2 separate regions of the Rattus norvegicus genome follow, and region 2 is linked to region 1. The links are chromatin contacts, called in public Hi-C maps. All regions are on one chromosome and are shown on one strand. Each heading gives the region's core, a stretch centred on a gene start, on an enhancer-like site or on the middle of the called end of the contact. The rest is flanking DNA. Distances are from core to core; before and after follow the strand shown.

Evidence for each region. A called contact is a pair of places that touch in the nucleus more often than the background predicts.
Region 2: a Hi-C map of hepatocytes shows a contact between it and region 1, with 2.9 times the contacts expected there. The contact joins two enhancer-like sites. A contact is called at or near these places in 12 of 12 Hi-C or Micro-C datasets (the A7r5 cell line, the Rat2 cell line, Schwann cells and 7 more).

Annotation. Positions count from the first base shown.
Region 1 is chr11:29,303,993-29,307,725 of GRCr8, reverse strand. The region is part of intron 2 of LOC134481049 (a long non-coding RNA gene); the gene reads left to right. All of the region lies in intron 1 of LOC103693508 (a long non-coding RNA gene), which reads right to left. Among named protein-coding and RNA genes, the nearest start is that of Usp25, 220 kb to the right of the region's middle. Within about 2 kb of position 2,270, at least 3 of the 93 cell types and tissues checked have an H3K27ac peak or open chromatin away from gene starts, as enhancers often do.
Region 2 is chr11:29,516,539-29,519,948 of GRCr8, reverse strand. The region is part of intron 4 of LOC103693508 (a long non-coding RNA gene); the gene reads right to left. Among named protein-coding and RNA genes, the nearest start is that of Mir99a, 170 kb to the left of the region's middle. Within about 2 kb of position 1,513, at least 2 of the 93 cell types and tissues checked have an H3K27ac peak or open chromatin away from gene starts, as enhancers often do.

The sequences.
Region 1 (3,733 bases), core at 1,021-3,520:
TCTTAGGGCTTCACCTTCTTGAGTTTAGATACAGCCATCTCAGGTAGTCTCATGTAGGCAATCTGTTGTCTCTGCATATTTCATGTCTTTTCTATACTACTTTTCTATAGAACCTTGCCACAAACTTCTGCCCTTTTGTGACTTCTTAACTGTTGCATTCTGCATGCCCAAAAGATGAGTACCATGTGGCTAATCTTACTTCCTGCTGGCAATTCAAGATATACCCTGGTCCACTTTGACCCAAACTACAGTCACCGCCTGATGCTTGTGTGTTCAGAGTTGAGGAAATATCTCTACAGACATCGTTGTTAGAGTATAAATTCCTGTGGTCACATTTTTTTAAAGAAATGTCATACAAATGGATCTTTCTACTTATAAACTGGAACCTTTGATAAGTAGGGTTTGCCCTCAAGACATCTTTTTCCTCTTATTTTAATGCTAAGTCAATGGATTATCTTGGGTGAAGCAAATCAATAATAGATACAACTGTCTTGCCCACACCTACATTCTCCACAAGCTAAAGGAACTCACATACTCTTTCTTCCAAACTGGCAGGTTTCTCTGATCTTGCAGTCACATGGTTTGATTTGTTCTGGATTCTTATGTAAACCTAAGACCATCCAGGCCATAATCAGGTCACAGTCTGAACTCTGTGTCATCCTCAACTGCCCTCCCTCAAATAAATTAGTCCAAAAACTTTCAATCAAACTTAATTCAATTTTCAGAACAGAAATAGTATATGTTCCTAAACACATATAAGTACTATATTATTCTTTTCCCAATACAGTCATTTTTCTCATTTGTAATATTATATGCATAGTTTTTACCCTCTATTTTCATCAGATTTTGGTCTCCCAAATTCTCAACAGAATCATTCATTAAGCTCTGTTTACAGTTTTCTGGGGGCTCTTCTAGCCAACATCTGCAGTCTCTTCCACAATCATCCCATAAACAAACTGCCTAAGATTCACAAGCTCAACAGCCCAATGCAGCAATCCAACATCTAGAACCAGTTTTTTGTGTTAGTTACTTTAATCATCATAACAAAACTATTTGATAGAAGGAGCTCAAGAGACAGAGAGTTGATTATGCTTCACCATTTCAGAGGAAGCAATATCAGTGAATGCATGATGAAAAGACTCCATGGCAGCAAGAGTATATGGCTGTATTTTCTTATGTGGTGGCAGAACCACAAGCAAGACAGGAAGTAGAAAATCGTTAAAGAGGCTCAAAGTCCATTCCAAGTTATCCACATCTAGCTGATCACACAACCTCCCTAAACAAAGTAACCAGCCGAGATTCAAAATTTCAAGCACATGATTCTGGGGGAGACATTTCATCTCTATATGGAAACAGTATGTGTAGAGATTGTTAATATTCCTTATTCAGGAAGATACTGTAGGGCTTGTGATATTTACCTGTTAGGCTAATGTAGTGGAGACTGTTATAAATGGACAATATTACTATATGACGAGCATTAGGACACAGGTATCATGAGACATTGCATTCCACTGACTTGCTTTACTGTTTTTCTTCAGCACACACAATAGTTTATCAGGGTTTTTGTGTTTTTGTTTTTGTTTTTGTTTTTGTGAGGGCTAGTTTTATGTCATCTTGACACAAGGTATAGTCATCAGAAACTATTTGACAAACAACAGAAACAACAACAAAAATGTCCTCAATATCAGGCTGTATGCAAGAATTTTCTGCATTAGTGATTGATGGAGGATGGCCCAAGCCTTTGTGGGTGGTACCACCCCTAATCTGGTGCCCTGAGTTTTATAAGAAAGCAAGCAGAGGAAAAAGCCAGTAAGCGTCATTCCTCCGTGGTCCCTGCATCATCTCCTATGTACAAATTCCACCCTGAGAGTATTTCTGTGTTGACTTCCTCCAATGATGAACAGTGATGTGGAAGTACAAGCCAATAAGTCCTTTCCCCTTCAGTTTGCTTTTGGTCATAGTGTTTCACCACAGCAGTAAATTATAAGACATTTTTCAATAAGTATTTGGTGAAAATTTACATGCCAGATTTTTTTGTTGATATTGATCTAGACTAGAATACACATGTAAATAGTGGGTGAGCTTAAATCGGTGTTATTTCTGGCATGACCAACACATATTTTTGAAACTTGTTTCTCACCAGTTGCTGTAGTACATGACACGGTTAGGCTGAAGAGACAGAGACAGAAGGGACAGAGTTTGAGTCTGAGTTTGCGTTTGTGGAGAGTCTGGGCTACGGTCCAGGAACTGGACAGATGACTCAGCAGTTCAAGCGCTTGCTGCTTTCAGAGGACCCGTGTCAGGTTTCTAGCAGCCACGTGAAGTGGCTCACAACTGACTAGAATAGCGCCACCTCCAGAGGATGTAACTAATGCCTCCATCCTCCAGGGGTCCCTGCGCTCACATGAACATAGCCATATACAGACAAACATCTACTTATAATTAAAAACAATAATTTAAATCTTTGAAGATATTTTTAAATAAATTTATTTATCCATGTAGTACACACAGTTTCAAAGCCAAAACAAAAGTTATAGTTTGCACTACACAAATGTCCTCATTGAAGAATTATACACAGGGGCTGGATCATTGACTCAGAATCTGAGCAGTATATCTCTTACAGGGACCACGTTTGATTCCTAACGTCTAGAAGGCAGCTCACAACTATTTGTAACAACAGCTGTAGGGAATTTTATGCCTTTTCTGACATCTATGGGCTCTTCGTGCATCTGATACACATACATACATGCAAGAACATACACCACACACACACACACACACACACACACACACACACACGCTACTAAATATATAATTTTAAAACTCTTTAAATTATATATGAGAATGTTTGAAAACATACTTTAACCAGGATGTCAAAAGTTTATGTTATATGTTGACGGTATAATTCATAATTTAAATGAATAAAATTAAAAAGAATCATAAAGGGTCACCATGGTATGTGATAAACCAGAATTATCTTGAAGAAAATGGAATGTTTGCCCTCTATAATATGCTGAAGCCTATTCCCAAAAAGGTGGTATATCCAGTTAATCAATTATAGAAGGTTAATTCAATCACAGAAATCAAATTTAAGTAAGCTTAGTGAAGAATTTAAATAGTACATGTCCATCCGTGTAGCAGGTATAACAAGTCCCAGGCCAACCTGACTACACAGACCAGCCCTATATCAAAAATTAAAAGTAAGTTAAAAGTTAAGTATATTCTAATGCCCCCCCCCCGTGGTGCACAGCATAATCTCTGGTGATGTTTCATAGGGCATTTACTAATTGCTACAAATGAAAGGCTATAACAGAGAGTGTTTAAAAGCAGCAATGCTCCTGAGTAACTTAAAATGGAGCATGAGGACTGGGAGGTCAGTGGGTAAATCTCTCACCATGCAAGCATAAGGATATGAATTGAGATCCCCAGCACACACATAAAACAAAGACACAGAGGTTGCACATCAGATCCCTGGTGGTGGGAGTTGGAAGAAGATCATTATAGCTCATATCTTGCTAGCCTACCAGTGGGCTCCAGGTTTAGTGCAACCCACGTCTCATAGAGAAAAATCAAGGAAGATGTATAATGTCAACATCTCCCTTCCAAATGCATGTTCACACAAGCAGTGTATGCAACACCTCCATGAAAATCAAATATTATACATATGCAAGTAGTTGTCAAAAATAAAGTTATAGTAACTTTTGCTTTACACACACACACACACACATATATA
Region 2 (3,410 bases), core at 264-2,763, 210 kb before region 1:
ATTTGTTTTATTTCAGGTTATTTAGTTATATGAACCATGAATACTTCTCTGACTGTACAAGTGTACTAATGATTCTAAGTGTGTACATACACAAATGATGAGAGTAAAGCTTCAATTTTTTTAGTATCCCCTCAAGGTTACCTATGAAGTGAGGTAGAAATCTAATAAATTGATATTTTTTTTAATAAATCATTGAATGGAGTGCTTCGTCACATTATAAGTTAATTCCACAATAAAGACTATTCTACGATAGGTCTTCACTTCTGAAATTTCTCTGGTCAACCATCCAAGGTTTTAGCTATTCAAACTCTGGCTGACTGTGAACAGCCTGAGAACATCATCACCAGTGAGGCAGGAGGTAGGATTTCTAGCTCCTACAGCCTGAATCTGGATAGATCCCCACCATACGGTATACATTGTAACTTCTGAGCACATATCATATAAGCTATCTTAAATTTCGAGAGTCATTTTCTGAGGAAATGGAAAGCCACCTGCCTTCAAACATGTAAAGAGAAAACCGTATTCTTTGAAAAATGATATTTGAATGTGGTGCTTCATATGGCGAATCAATCAGATACATGGATGAAACCTCCTTCCTCTTTTCCCCATACAGAGACCCAGCTTATTCTTTGAACAAACTCCTGAAATACATGATACGAGGTTCTGGTTCCTATTTAACTCCTCGCAGTACCCTAGCTGTGGCCTGCCCTTCAGGTTCTGAATTTCTGTGGCTCAGACATCGGTAGAAAAAGAACAAGGATTAGCTGTTGCCACTAGAGGGCAGTAACAACAATTTAATAGTACAAAGCGTGTTCCTGCTGTCACCGGCACAGGGAAACAGGGAGTTTGTGTGGGTGAAGTTTCCAAAGCCTCTGGTTCTAATAGAAGGAACAATGACTTAGGATAAATTAACTAAAACTTTTTAAAATTGATGTCATGTTCAAATTAAGCTCTGCAAATTTTTCAAGATTAAAAAGTCTTGTTTGCCTATCTTACTCCTAGCTATGATAATAATTTTCTCTGGTAAGATCTTGAAAATAGGTGGCTGTTTATTGAAAAATAGACCCCCTTAGCATACCTATCAAAAACAACTTATTATTGAGGATTTAGGACCTTTCACTTTTTTATGAGATTACTCATACATAATTTCTAAGTGCAAATGTTCAGAATTTTCATGGAAAAATTACATGGGATGGACAAATTCATGTTTTACTAGCTATCCTCCTCATAAACACTCAATGCGCACCATGAGAAAATGTCCTATCAAGTTAAATAGTAATAGGAGGAGATCCAGGCGATCATATAAAATGACGTAGAATTTTAGCACATACAAATGCAATTCTACTGATACCCCATCTAGCATTTAAATATGACTGCTCGCATTCTGAATGATTTCACATGAATTTTCTTAGGGGAAGGGAAGCTTCTTAATCAAACTGTGAGTTCCTTTGAGGATGTAATTATGCAACCTCATTGTAGTTCTTGAGGCTCCAGGAAGTGAGAAACACATGTTAATGTTGACCAAGCTGTCCTATAATAACCTTTAGTAGACTGGAAAGTGCAAGGCCAGTGCTTCTCTGACCATGAAGAGAGGCTCACCTATCTCTTTCTGAGTGCTTTATATATCTAACAAGAAACAAAGGGGAAAAAAAGATATTAAGACGTGCGTAATGTATTATTTGAGCCAATATGTACAAAATCACAAAGTCAAGGGAGGTTTATAGAAATTTCTAGAAGCTTACACTCAATGCTTGTGCTTCTGTTTTGTGATGGGTAACTGGCAGTTCTCAGAAGTGCCTGGCACCTTGGCCATGCAGTAAGATGCCCTGCTCTAGACTGATTCCTAGAAGAAACAGATTGTTGGGAAGTGAGATGGGCGCTAAAGCAATGGACCCACAGTGAAGAGTGAGATGCTGTGTTCAATCAAACTTGAAACGGTTTGCCTGCAGTCCAATCTAGGTTGTCTTGGTTTATCCATAACAAAGATTTCTACTTTTCTAAAAATATATTTTTTATTTATTTAGCTATCAAGGATGGATGATGTGTTTGGCTGGTACTTAGAGCTATGTAGTAAGAAAAATACTCATATTACAGCACTGGACTTTCACAAAGAACAAAATTGAGCCTCCAGTGTTCTATGGTCAGGAAAATAAGCTAATTACTAACTCTGAGCTTGCCACATACCAACACTGTATTAAAGAATCCATATTTCACTTAATGCTGTTGTGAATGGCTCTCCCACACATGATCTCATGGCCATTTGAATTACCTGCTCCAGACCACAATTCCATCATGAATAAGAAAAGGGTCTTGTTGGTGGGTACCAGAGGAGGAAGAGTAGGGATATCCTTTAGGGATATGGCAGTGGATTGATAGCTCATGCCCCCGTGAGTGCTCATTACATGAACAGCAGTAAGTAAACTTATGGGACTATTAATACCAATAACAATTAAAATAAAAGAATGTGAGGTTTGAGAGCAGACAAGTGGGTATATGATAGGAAGTTGAAGATGGTGGCATTTAGATGTGACCAATAAGCATTACGTAAGTGTATGAAACTTTCAAAGAATAAAAATATTATTTTAAAAGTTAAACTAAAATCACTCACTATAATTCTCTCTGTTTATAAGCACCTACTATAAACATTATCTGATGAACTACTATAACTCCTCACCCTTCCCTCAGTCGCTTTTTATCTAACATAGTGAAATTTTTAAAATGTAGACAAATTCATTTACTTCAACCAAATGCCTGAATGGCCTCCATTTTAACTAACATTCAGTAATTCTGGACCAGAAAAACAACTCAGCAGGTAAACAAACTTGCCACCAAGACTCATGGCTGGAGTTTGATCCACTGAACTCACAAGATGGAAGAGAAAATCAAAACCTACAAGAGGTCCTATGACTTCCACGAGCCCACCTTTATACCAGTTTGATGATGCAGTTTTACACACACACACACGCACGCGCAAGCGCACATGCACATGTACACGCACATACACACACAAACCCAAACAGAAATGAATACATGTTATAGAAAGAAGGAAAATGTTTTTCTCCATGGCACAACAGGGGCTCACCTTTTCCTGTTAGTCTCTTTATTCTGTACAAATAAATGGTATTGTTCCTGTCTTTTCCCTCTGTAAAATGCTCCTTTTAGGATAACTATCACAACATACCCCCCTTCTACTTTCACTTTTCTCCTCAGCTGCTATCAATTTCAAAAGTTTTCCCAACCAAAATAATGCTACACCCTTTCCATAGCATCTTATCCATTTTCTTTATTTTTTTATGTATTCAACTTATCAGAATATTGGTTTGTTATTTTCTATTTAATATTTGTCCTCTCTCCACTTTTTCTTTACTTCCCACTTATATGTAAAAACTTGCTTTCTGGTCTTCTATTCA